Linked DNA regions of Mus musculus: all the other regions are linked to region 1. Evidence: chromatin contacts called from public HiChIP or PLAC-seq and Micro-C data. All regions are on one chromosome and are shown on one strand. Each heading gives the region's core, a stretch centred on a gene start, on an enhancer-like site or on the middle of the called end of the contact. The rest is flanking DNA. Distances are from core to core; before and after follow the strand shown.

The links. A called contact is a pair of places that touch in the nucleus more often than the background predicts. HiChIP or PLAC-seq counts read pairs in DNA pulled down with a chosen protein or histone mark.
Region 2: a contact with region 1 is called in an H3K4me3 HiChIP or PLAC-seq map of embryonic stem cells, with 3 times the contacts expected there. The contact joins the promoter of Baiap3 here to the promoter of Jpt2 in region 1. A contact is called at or near these places in 11 of 39 promoter capture datasets (cranial neural crest, embryonic stem cells, frontonasal cranial neural crest and 5 more), 1 of 484 Hi-C or Micro-C datasets (embryonic stem cells), 4 of 115 datasets of contacts at active chromatin or transcription factors (bone marrow-derived macrophages, craniofacial prominence, embryonic stem cells and 1 more) and 2 of 9 other capture datasets (adipose tissue and macrophages).
Region 3: a contact with region 1 is called in a Micro-C map of embryonic stem cells, with 2.2 times the contacts expected there. The contact joins the promoter of Gnptg here to the promoter of Jpt2 in region 1. A contact is called at or near these places in 10 of 39 promoter capture datasets (cranial neural crest, embryonic stem cells, fetal liver and 5 more), 2 of 484 Hi-C or Micro-C datasets (embryonic stem cells and muscle stem cells), 5 of 115 datasets of contacts at active chromatin or transcription factors (bone marrow-derived macrophages, craniofacial prominence, epiblast stem cells and 1 more) and 2 of 9 other capture datasets (adipose tissue and macrophages).

What each region holds. Positions count from the first base shown.
Region 1 is chr17:24,958,467-24,962,518 of GRCm38.p6, forward strand. It overlaps Jpt2 (Jupiter microtubule associated homolog 2), which reads right to left and starts at 2,157. Exons shown (of 5, transcript NM_198937.2): 1 at 2,102-2,157. The coding sequence starts at 2,145. Cramp1l (cramped chromatin regulator homolog 1) reads right to left here. Exons shown (of 21, transcript NM_020608.3): 21 at 2,760-4,052.
Region 2 is chr17:25,254,167-25,258,218 of GRCm38.p6, forward strand. It overlaps Baiap3 (BAI1-associated protein 3), which reads right to left and starts at 2,198. Exons shown (of 34, transcript NM_001163270.1): 1 at 1,995-2,198.
Region 3 is chr17:25,237,960-25,242,011 of GRCm38.p6, forward strand. Gnptg (N-acetylglucosamine-1-phosphotransferase, gamma subunit) reads right to left here and starts at 2,157. Exons shown (of 11, transcript NM_172529.3): 1 at 2,101-2,157; 2 at 1,955-2,012; 3 at 1,816-1,883. The coding sequence starts at 2,152. It overlaps Tsr3 (TSR3 20S rRNA accumulation), which reads left to right and starts at 2,211. Exons shown (of 6, transcript NM_026676.3): 1 at 2,211-2,405; 2 at 2,485-2,704; 3 at 3,105-3,298; 4 at 3,729-3,902. The coding sequence starts at 2,294.

The DNA.
Region 1 (4,052 bases), core at 907-3,406:
TGGTGTTTTGAGACTGGGTTTCTCTGTATCGCCTGGCTGTCCTGGAACTCACTTTGTAGACCAGGCTGGTCTCAAACTCAGAAATCCACCTGCCTCTTCCTCCCAAGTGCTGGGATTAAAGGCATGCGCCACCACTGCCCAGCCATTTATTTTCTTATTGGGGGTTGGAAAGAGCTGAGTCAGGATCTTGAAGTGCTCAAATTCACTATGTAGTGAGTGACAACCCTGAACTCATATTCTCTACCTCCATGTCCCGAGTGCTAGGATTACAAGTGTGAATACTCCTAGCTTTATTTTAATAATCTCATTTTACATGAAGCCACCAGCATCCTACCCTGTGGAGGTTTGACCCCGGCAGACCCTCACTCTACACTCTCACCTTCCCAGTCACTCTGTGGTTATTCAGACACAAGATACCGACAGCCAGACGTGTGTGTCAATGGTATGTGTTCCATGTATGTGATACAACAGAAGCAGGAGCCTCAAAACCATCTCCAGAGATGAGGCCCAAATTGAGTCTGTTACGGGAATATAGGAACTAGCTTTTGAACTTAATATGGGTATTGAAAGTAAGGATTTAGTATTGCTTTGTGTACTAAAATAATGAGCCACTTGGGCAAGAGCAGTGTCCACCTCCATCTCAAAGACAATGGAGCAAGCACAAGCTTCAAAGCCTACAGCAGCAATGCAAGTCTTAAGGTTGCCCCTGCAGGGTCTCACAAATGGGCCTTTCAACAAATAGGGCCCAGAACAATGGCACAGTGTGGCCTTCTGGAAGCCACTAGCAGCCATTAATCACAGTAACACCAGTGGAGTGGAAGGTTCTAGGGCCAGATTAGTCAACTCAGACTTTAGGACCAAATCCATAATTCCAATTACTTTTTCCTTTTGTAGTACCCTTTAAATGTTTCAGTAGAAATACTCAAGTTATCGAGAAAATATAAGGGATATAGGCAAAGATGAAAAGCCAGAGTTCAAATGAACTATGGCACTGGAGAGAAAGAAAATATCGACGGTTGTCAGCGCTCCCAGGCCTCCCTGGAATGATGAGTTTCATAAGAACTAGGAACTAATGAGAAAATCTGGGACAAAGCCATGAGAAATAGACCGGGTGGGGGGTGACGTGTTCTTCATGGTTAGTAATTTTTGTGGATGAATGACAGTAATACCATAACGCTTTTACAGTTCAAACATCTCCAGCACAAGAAAATCCCTCTGCTGAGGAGACAAAAGACAGGGTTAGACGAAAGGAAACCCTGGAGTACAGACAGACCTTACAGACTCAGGCTTTGTAGCAATCAGTCGGACTATGTGCTGCTATCTTCTCCAACCTGCCTAAGTTGCCATCCAAAGCACGCTTTCTATCTAATATGGCCCAGACTGAGGCTTCCAATTGCGCTTCATTATCCAGTTAAGGTAGCTCCCCTTTCCCCCTCATCCCGCTATCAAGTGGGTATTTCCTCCTTTTCCTAAATTCCTCTCCATGGACGCCTACTCAACAATTAACTCCTGGAGCTCGTAAAGTCATTCGAACACCAGTTTCATTTTATCAACTCAAATGGGGATTTCCTCCTTTTCCTAAAATCCTCTCCATGGACGCCTATTCAACAATTAATTCCTGGAGCTCGTAAAGTCATTCGAACACCAGTTTCATTTGATCAACTCAAAGCAGATCAGACAGAAAGCCTAGAGGAAACTGTGTAGGGAAGGTCCCCGCCCAGGGTGTAGCAGTCAGTAGTGCATCCAACAAACACCTGGTCGTGGGTTGGGTCTGAGAACGCTGCCGCTACTCAGCCACATTCAAAGGTCGTCATGACCAACCAAACTGGACAAGGGAAGGGCTCAGGAAGCGGCAAACAGCTCGGAGCGCCCGGCTAGCGTCTGTCCTGAGCAAGCACTTCAGGAGAGCCACGTGTCTTAATCCCGCCGCCCGGTCTCCACTCCGCTCTAACCCCACAGCCTTCCTGCAAGGCCCTGCGGGAGAGCGCGCACAGTATCCTCAGGGGAGCCCCGCGCCACACCCACCGCACTTGTAGGGTCTCCCGCCCGCCACGTGGCTGCGGCTATGCGCCCACCCGGGCCCCAGCACCGGTCCGCGCACCTGGAACCCGACTTGCCAGCTTGGCTGTCCGCGCCCTGGAACATGTCGGCCGCCGCCCCGCGCTTTCACAGCCGCCGCGCGGCGGTTCCCGCTTGGTCCCGCGCAGGTACCCTGACCCGCCCAAGCCAGTTGGACGCCTCTCGCGCCAATCATGTCTCTGCAGCCTATCGTAGAGTCGTGCCCCACTCCTCCCTCCCGCCCCCAAGGAGAGGGAGGCTTGGAGGCCCGCATCGCGCTTACAGCCGATTGGCTGCAGGGGGCGCCTCTCATGGCCTCAGGCGTGGGCATTGGTTCACAGCTCGCCCCACCCCCAGCCAACACGCCTCCGCATGCGAATCCGCATTTTCTGGCCGACCTATCCCGGGCTGGATGGCACTAGGAAGTTTCTGGCCGGTGGTAGCGGAAGGCTTCTTTGGGGTTACAGCACCTTCGGGAGGAAAGGTTCATGGAAGCGCACAACATACCCATAACAGAAGCAGCGAATTCTGTAATGAATTCCGCATTCAGCGGTCACTCAATCGCTGAATCTCTGATGCCTACCTGTTTGCTCACCCTCACCTCCAGGGCACCTCCAGGCCTTAGAGCTCATCTCATTACACTGTGCCTGTTGGAATACCCTAAGCATACTGGCTTTGAAAGCAGGCACAAAAGACAGACATTAGATGAAGTATTAGTATGTATTTATGCACAATAAAAACATTTACAAGCCGAACTGGAAATTTTAGCCGAAGTTTTAACAGTTCTTGTTTATTAAATAACCAAAACACCTTTTATTCCCAAAAAATTGGTAAAGAATAAATAATGTAATTTACAATATGGTACAAAAAATAATCAGAAGGACAGGCATTCTGCTTTATACATACACTGTATATTTATAGTCTATAAAACAAATTCACATCTCAAGCCGGAAACCTCAGATGATATGGCTTAACGATTATCAAAGCAAACAGCACTGAGCTCTGCCTGCTGGGGGCACCCCTCCAGCCAGTGATCTTACGAAAGAATAAGGGTCTGGCTGGGGCAGTGCTTCCAAAACTGGACTGACCACACCAGGCTAGCCTCTGGGAAAGGTATACTGTGGGTTTCTTTCCTTTTTTAAAGTGTTTTTTTTTTTTTTTTAAATTAAGACAAAGTACGGTATTTCCTCATGAATGCATCTGGGAGATTTGTTTTTAAAGTACATAAAACAATTTCCTTCTAAACTTATTTTGACCATTTCTAATAATATGGTTTGGTTAAAAATGCTATTGAACTGAATGACACCTCCCCTAGCAGAGGCTATCACAAGGAATGAAAAAGAAGAGGAGGGTAGGAAAAAAGGTTGACCAACAGATGAAATGTCCCAAAGTCCCACTCCCTGAGCAAGTACTATGCCCGACAGGATCTATGGACTTCAGCTCGCCTGAGCATCTTCTCTAGGACACAATCCATGCCAAGCACCAAAGATACAGGTTCCCCATCTTTTAAAAAGATGAATCAACATGTCTAAGAAACATTAATATTAACAAAAGATTTTCTCAAAGAATGACCGCATGTAAGTCACACTAAGTTCCAATGAGGAGAGGAAGCCCGAGTGAACGCCAACCATCCAAACTGATGGAAGGAAGAGAAGGAAGATGTAGAACCCAGGAGCCTGCCTTGCTGTTTTTGTTTTGTTTTTTAAAAAACTCTAACCTTTAGCAGTTTTCAGGTTTTATGCATGGATATTTGCTTACGCTGGGAGACGTTGTATCCACTGATTCTCTGCTACAAATGCCACCATTTGTCCTTTAATGTGGCGATGATGAGCAAACCAGTATGGCTGGTGAAGAACCTTCTGGAATCTTGTCAGCTTCCTTACAGTAACGCACCAGTCCATCTGATGCCGCTTGCTACTGGGAGACAAGGGCTGTAGTCTCTGCTCCTCAAGACGTCTCAACTCCTTTTAGCCGGCACAGACTAACATGTGCCT
Region 2 (4,052 bases), core at 948-3,447, 300 kb after region 1:
GCAGGTGGTAGCCTGAGATTTAAGGCTCTGCTGTGCAAACATTATTATATTTTCCTGGGATGCCCTGCGCTTGGGTTCAGCTCTACCCCCCTACCCCGAGTCTGTTGCTAGGTTGAGGCTAACAGCAGGATATCAGAGCCAGTCTCTGTGAGAGATGGTTCATCTGGGTGCTCAGAAACAGCTCTGGTCCCCTTGGAAACCCTGGGCTGCTTCAGCAGCTGTTAGTTTTTCTCTGACCCAACAGCTTAGACCCCAAGAGATGTCGGTCATAGAGGCCTCTGACCGGGGCCAGCCAGGTGAACCCCATCATTCACCTCCGCCTTCGAAAGCCTGTGGGCTTGACGACTGCCTGCGGATTTCTGGAAACCTCGGCCTGTAGGGGATAGCAGTGAGCTATGGGCAAAGATACCCCCAAGAGCCCACTTTGCACCCCAGTCTCTCTGGTAGGAACAGCTCAGACGCTGTCCTGTATTTCACTGTCCCTCCTAGGCTCGGATAGTGCAGCCAGATGTGCCCATAGGCCTGCTCAGTCACCCAGTAGGGTCAGAGTCATAGCTCCCAGCTGCCCACTAAGCAAAGGAATTATCCGCCAGGAAGCTCTTGCCATATGAACGGGAGGGAGCCTGTCCAAAGCTAGGGTCACTTCATTCTCAGTCCAAGATGCCGGCAAGCTGTACAGAGGCAGGGTTTAACCTAGGACTCTCACCAAGCTGTCACCTACCAGACAGCCCTTTAAAGGTCTTGTGGGGCAGTGAGGCAGAGAATTTAAGGGCAAAGGGCTGGAGGGGTCTCTCTGGGCTTCCAGTCCACAGCAAACACAAGGGTGCTGAGTGGGGTAGTGCCTATGGACCTCTCCACGGCCGGCCTCAGTAGCTCAGCCTCCAGTCCTCAGGTGGTCTACCTGTTACACATTCTGTTTGCAAGCTCATCCCTCCCTGAGTCACAGGGAGTGTAGGGGTGTGTAGGGGGAGATCTGCACTGTGCTCTCTGTGGATGGATGCTCTCCAGGCCTACAGATGGAGACTGGTTCACTCTACCCTGGAGTCTTACCTGCTACTTACCTGTCTCTGTTGAGTTAGTTGCTCCTGATCGGCTGTTTTTGATGATAGGGGCGGGGGAGGCTGTGGTTACCCTCCCCTGTTCTATTGAGGTTACCTTCTTCTCCTTGAAGGCAGGAGGTCTGAAGGGAGTTTGGTCTTGGTCTTGCTTTCTTTCTGTTTCTATTTCTGTCTCTCTCTGATTCTGTCTCTCTGTCTCTGTCTCTGTCTCTACCTCTGTGCCTCTCTCTCTCTCTCTCTCTCTCACACACACACACACACACACACACACACACACACACACACACACACAGTCAGACCCCAGGCAAATGGTGGGACCCGAATTCCTGGGTAACTAGGGAGGAAAAAGGCTTACCCTGGCAGGGATTTTGGGTTACTGAGGGCAAAGGTCTCATGAGGGGAGTCGGAAAGTGGTAGGGACACGGGCGCTGGGGCCTTGAGGGGATTCAACCTGTTCAGAGAAGCCCCGTAGGGCGTCTCCGAGGTCCCCAGCTCCGCTTCAGTCAGGGGCCTCTATTGGGAAAAAGGGTTACAGTCAGGTGGCTCAGCAGCGGCGGCCGTGGGAACCGAGGTTGAAGGTGTGCACTCTCTGGCTCTGGAGGTCTCACCCTTCAACCCTCCCGGGGAATTCTGCAGTGTGGACCTCCAGTAGCCCTTTACTTAGCTCAGAGCCTAGGACGCCGGCCGTGCGACCCCGCCCCTCTCTCTGAGCACGCGCGGCCTCAGTTTCCCCAGGACCTCAGTTTCCCATTGCCTCTGACGCCAGCAATTCCCGTGCTCCACCCGGAGCGTAGTGCAGAAGCCAGGGGTGGGGGTGGGGCTAAGCCCGAGGGGGCGGTCGCGTCCGTCCGTCCGTCCGTCTGTCTGTCTGTGATAAAAAGCAGGTTAAGCCTCGACGGCAGTCTGACGACATTGGGCAGGAGTTACAGCACTCACCGTGGACAGGGCTTCGGGGGCCACAGGGTCGGGGGGGTCCCTGCTGGCGCTGGCGTTGCTGTCGCACTAGCTGGGGACACCGAGGCACAGCGACCGCTAGCAGCCGCGCGCGCTGGAGACTGAGCACTGCAGAGCGGGCGCCGCGGGCGGGGGGCGCGGGCGGGCGGAGGCGGGGCCTGGCCTGGTTTGCTGGTCAGAGGTTCCAGCCCTGCCCACCCCTACCCTGCGCGTTTGGGGTCGGCAGGGGGTCTCTACCAGCACGGTAGTGGCCAGAGAGACCCTGCTCTGGGCACAGGGCTCAGTAACCTACAGGTGGGTGCAGGGACAGGTTGTGTTAGCTGTCCCCCCACCCCCCTTCTCCTGCCCCGAGGGAGGAGGCTGTCACGGGGTCTCCTTCCCAGGGCCGCAGGGAAGCTACAGTCGCCCAAAAGAAACAGTCGCCCAAAGGAAACACGAAGTGCCTGGTGTTTCTTGAAGTGCTGTACAGCCATATCCAAAGTCAACCCTCTCACAAAAGCTCTGCTGCTCAGTACTACCCGGAGCTGCTCTCTTCCAGGGAAGTCAGCTCTGGTATTAACCTGGGACATCTCGTGATGTCACTGCTATCTGTGAATGTGTGCAGAAGACACACATTAAGCCACATCCTGCTGTTCCCAGCCCACTTCTCCTAAGGCCCCCTCCACCACTTGAGGTCACCTGGAGACTTGTTAAATGAGTTGCCTGTCCAGTTCCTAAAAGTGCGAGCTCTGAAGCTGGGGCAGAGGAAATACCTGACAGGGTTCTTTGTGTGGGTTCTCAGCACCCACTGGGAGTTGTTCTTGGCTGTTCCAGGGCTCAGTAGGCCCCTGAAGACTGACACAAACTTCGGTGGGAAACCACTGGTGGCCATGTTGCTTCTAAGTAGTTCCACTTTGGAGTTTATACCAAAAGTCTCATTCTTTTGTTTGTTTGGTTTGGTTTGATTTTTCGTTTCTCTGTGTAGCCCTGGCTGTCCTGAAATTCACTCTGTAGACCAGGCTGGCCTTGAACTCAAGAGTTTCCCACTACTGACCGGTTTAAAGGTCTCATTCTTATGGGAAGGACTCCAACCAGTGTGAGGGTCAGGAAAGCAGGCCTGAAAATTCTCCACTTCAGACTGTAGCAAATGACATCTCTGCTGAGGCGACAGACTTTCCAGAGTGCTGGGCGGGGGGCCTTTGTTCCTCATTACTGGGATTTGGAGAGGAAACATCTGAGGGACAACAGTCAGGCCATAGTCCTTCATTCCAGGGGACATACAGGTGAGGTCACCTGTCTGTATCCCAATTCACATCTCTGTCAGTCCCTCCATCCATCACTGAAGACAGGCACCAGAACAGAATATTGTCCTGCAGAATGCTCCGTTCTCAGTCAACCTCTGGCTTGGCACAGTCCGGCCAGGCAAAAGTGATAAAAGTCAAACCCACTGTCAGGACCAGGATATCAGATGAGCAAGGGAAGGTCCTGGACTCTATGCCCCACACTGTCCTGCTATAGGGGATAGGGGTTGGAGTGGGATAGCCAACTCCTCTCCCAGAGTCTGGAGTTGATGCACCCATAGTATACTCTTGTGTCATGTTTTGCCAACCTGTTGGAACACACACACACAGGGCAGTGGCAGTGGCAGGGGAGGGGAGAGAGAGAGAGAGAGAGAGAGAGAGAGGGAGAGAGAGAGAGAGAGAGAGAGAGAGAGAGAGAAACTGGTTGCCATGGTGACGGTAATGGCTTTGGGGTAAAAGGATGAACTAAAGCCTGCTGTAAACAGGAAGTGGAGGGGGGAGCACCACTGCAGGGGCTCCAACGTCTGAGACTGGGTTGGTTAAGATTTGCTCCTGTCTGATAGGAATCTGAGATCCAAACATGGAAAGAGAGGCTTTTAGTCACAGTACCGACTGGGTCCCAAACCCAGCCCCAGGAGTCCAGTCATCCCCAGGCTCTTCGCTCCACAGACCTTTGTGTGTGTGTGTGTGTGAATGAGTGACAACCCATTGGTGACTCATCCTAAGACTGGCATGGCTCAGATGCACTGCATCCCTTCTC
Region 3 (4,052 bases), core at 907-3,406, 280 kb after region 1:
ACTAATGATCCTCCTCTGAGGTGCTGGGATAATGGTCTTGTGACAGTCTATGCATACTGTATCTTTTTCTTTCTAATATTGCTATTAAATGAATAAAAATAAACATCTGCAGTACTGGGTTCCTAGCAACATCTGGCCCCTCCTGGCCAACCAAGGAGCTACATGTTAGTTTGGAAGGGCTGTGGAGAAGTCTTACGATTATACACAAATACACGCGCGCGCGCACACACTATTATACACAAATACACACGCACACGATTATACACAAATACGCACGCGCGCACACTCACACAACCTCACAATGTAATGGTAGCAGGACTTAAAACAGTGTCACCTTATGAAAAGGAGAGAAGATGGTAACAGTTGACTACGAGAGGAGCCTGGTAAGTGCTCTGCAGCCCTGAGCTATCTCTTCTTCACGGGATCAAATCTACAAACCAGCTTGCCCAACATGCCTAAGATAGTGGGTCACCAAATCCCCAGAGTGCAGCTAGTCACGTTTTTTTTTTTTTTTTTGGAATCTTTATCATGTATCTACTTATTTATTTATTTATTTTTATTAGATACTTTATTTATATACAATATAAATAAATATTAAATAAATTTATTATTATATATATTTATATATATTTATATTATATATTTATTTATATATAATATAAATATATATATATAAATAAATATATATTTCAAATGCTATCCCGAAAGTTCCCTATACCCTCCCTCCACCCTGCTCCCCTACCCACCCACTCCTGCTTCTTGGCCCTGGCATTCCCCTGTACTGGGGCATATAAAATTTGCAATACCAAGGGGCCTCTCTTCCCAGTGATGGCCAACTAGGCCATCTTCTGCTACATATGCAGCTAGAGATATGAGCTCTGGGGGTACTGGTTAGTTCATATTGTTGTTCCACCTATAGGGTTGCAGACCCCTTCAGCTCCTTGGGTGCTTTCTCTAGCTTCTCCATTGGGGGCCCTGTGTTCCATCTTATAGATGACTTGTGAGCATCCACTTCTGTATTTGCCAGGCACTGGCATAGCCTCATACGAGACAGCTATAACAGGGTCCCTTCAGCAAGATCTTTCTGGCATATGCAATAGTGTCTGGGTTGCCAAGGTTCTTTTATGCTGGCCAGCCCTGAGCCACCTCCAACAGCTTGTCTTTCAGTCCTCCTAGGATCTTAGTCCCAAATTTCCTGTGCTGGTGCCCTCTCCACTCCGTAAGACCTAGAAAGGGCTAGATACACCTGGAGTGTTGAGTCTTCATACCCAACATCCCTAGAGCTTCTAATTGGTCTAAGCACCTGTGGAAAGTAGAGGCTTTAATACCACAAGTTGGAGGCCAGCTTGAGTCTACTATAAAAGACTTTGAAAGACTCTTACCTTAAAAACACAAAAGTAGCCGGGGGTGGCACACGCCTTTAATCCCAGCACTTGGGAGGCAGAGGCAGGCGGATTTCTGAGTTCCGGGCCAGCCTGGTCTACAAAGAGTTCCAGGGCTATACAGAGGAACCCTGTCCCGAAAAACAAAACGAAACAAAACAAAAACCCCACAAAAGTTAGGGATGTGACCCAAGCCTTGAGCGCTTGCTTGCTTAGCCCTAGGTAATCGCCAACCCTGGGAGCGAGAGGGGATTGCAGTTCCAGTATATACTTCAGAGCATTTAAAACACTCAAGTTTGACAAACGAATTCGTAACCCTTCAGCGAGTACATTATGAGTCCTTCATCCAAGGCACCCTTCCCTCCCTAACCGAGAGCTTTTTTCGGCCCCCTCAGTCAGCACCTCGGCCAGCTCCGCACCCTCCCGCGCTCACCGGATACAGCTGAAGGCTCTCTCTTGGGCTGAAGGCGGCTTGCCTGGGGCAAGAACGGGTTATTCAGCCTATGGAACAGAGAAGGTCAGAAGAGCCAGCCAGGCTCGGTCCCCAAGCCGCAGGACCGTGATCCGCTCACCCGAATGTGTTAGGCTCCTCCACCACCTTCATCTTCCCGGCACATGCCGGCGCGGGCCCTGCGGAGCGGGGAGAGAGGTGGTGAGTAGGGAGCGGAGGCGCGAGCGACGCCAGCGCGCGGGGGGCTATGTGCGCGGAGCCACTGACCCTGCGACGCGAGCCCCAGCAACATCAGGAAGCCAGCCAGCCGCCCCGCCATTGCTCCTAGGGTCTCACGGTCACGTGAGTGACAGCCGGAACTGACTCCCCTCAAAACCGGAAGCTGTGCGAGCGCGCACGCGCGCACGCTCTTGAACAAACGCTGGAGCTGAGGATTTCATCTCGGATTTCATCTAACATTATGGGCCGCAAGAAAGTTGCTCGCGGATCCAGGAAAGAGAGCGGTCGTGTTCGGCGACCCTCTGGCCGCTCTCTGGATGCTTTCGCTGAAGAGGTGGGCGCTGCGCTGCGTGGTGAGTTTGGAGCAGTCGGAGCAGCGGGTCGGGCCTGGGAGCAGGCGCTGAGGACCCGGCCTTCTCTCTCTCCTTGTAGCATCCGTGCAGCCCGAGGAGGCCGAGGACCAGGGCGGCCCGGGCCCTGCGGCGCTGCCTTGTGCCTTGGCTATGTGGGAGCTTGGTCACTGCGACCCCAAGCGCTGCACGGGCCGCAAACTGGCCCGTCTGGGTCTGGTGCGCTGCCTGCGCCTGAGCCAAAGGTTTGGCGGTCTGGTGCTCAGCCCAGTAGGCACTGAGTACGTGTCTCCGGCAGACAGGTAGACACCAGAGGCCTGGGGATCGGGGAGGGGTCGGAGAGGGGTTGGAATGCCCTTCCCACCATCTTGTCTTTGTTAAACTGCCCTGTATCAGGAGTATCATTTTCTTCAAGCCTTGCTTATTGGTCTTGGATGTCCACATCTTTCATATGAGCAGAGTTGTATTTAATTTGACCCTTTTCATAGAGCAGGGCTATAGTGTAGAAAGCCTAGGAGAAACATTTGTTGTGTAAAGTAAACACTGTCCAGCTACCCTCAACTGCTTCCTGAAGGGTTCTTTCTACTATTGCAATAAACCATAACTTCGAAATAGCAGAGTGATCTCTCATCTGTAGTGAAGCCAGTCTCCAAGGATGTGCCTTATTTGGGGCCCTAGAACCTACCCTACACTCTCTGACAGACAGCTGGTGGCACAGTCAGGGGTCGCAGTCATAGACTGCTCCTGGGCCAAACTGGACGACACACCCTTTCAGAAGATGCGAGGGAGCCACTTGCGGCTCCTGCCTTACCTCGTAGCTGCCAACCCTGTAAACTATGGCCGGCCCTGCAAACTTTCCTGTGTGGAAGCTTTCGCTGCTGCCTTCTGCATCGTAGGTGAGTTTTGGGTCTGACAGAAGCCTGGCAATGGCAGTCTGGAGGCTGACTGCTTGCCCCCTCCTCCTCCCTCACCTGGAGACTGGGGTTTCTTCTGGCAGAGTCTGAGCAAGGGGGTGGGATGTGAGGAGAATATATTGGGAGCCATTAGAAAACAGCCTTTGTCTTCAGTCTCAGTGCCCACATACAGTCTTAACCTTATGAAGCAGAGGTAGAGGCAAAATGGACCACTGCCTTCCCTGGATGGTGTGTGGGCCCAATGGCTACCCCGTAAGACACAGAGACTAGGATAATAGGACTGTTTCTCAGCAAATGAGAGGAACCTTGGGAACTGTAGAGGAGGTGACAGCTTCCTGAGATAGCAGGCAGGGTCATGCAGTTGTGCTCTCTATAGGTGTCCCAGGCATATCTTTGGTTTTTGTTCCACTAGGCTTTTCAGACCTTGCTGTCATTTTGCTTCGGAAGTTTAAGTGGGGCAAGGGCTTCCTGGACCTGAACCGGGAGCTCCTGGATAAGTACGCAGCTTGCCGTGGCCCGGAGGAGGTGTTGCAGGCTGAACAGGGGTACTTGGCTAGCACCAGGGACACGCCTGAAGAGGACATCGGTGAGTCCTGGTGTTGGCTGGGAGCCCCAGAGAAGCAATCAAGTCCCTCCAGGGCCTTAGGAGCCTAGAGCCTGAAAATCACTTAGAAGTCCCCTTCCTCTCTTCTTCTTTCTTTCTTTCTTTTTTTTTTGGGGGTGGGGGTGGGGGTGG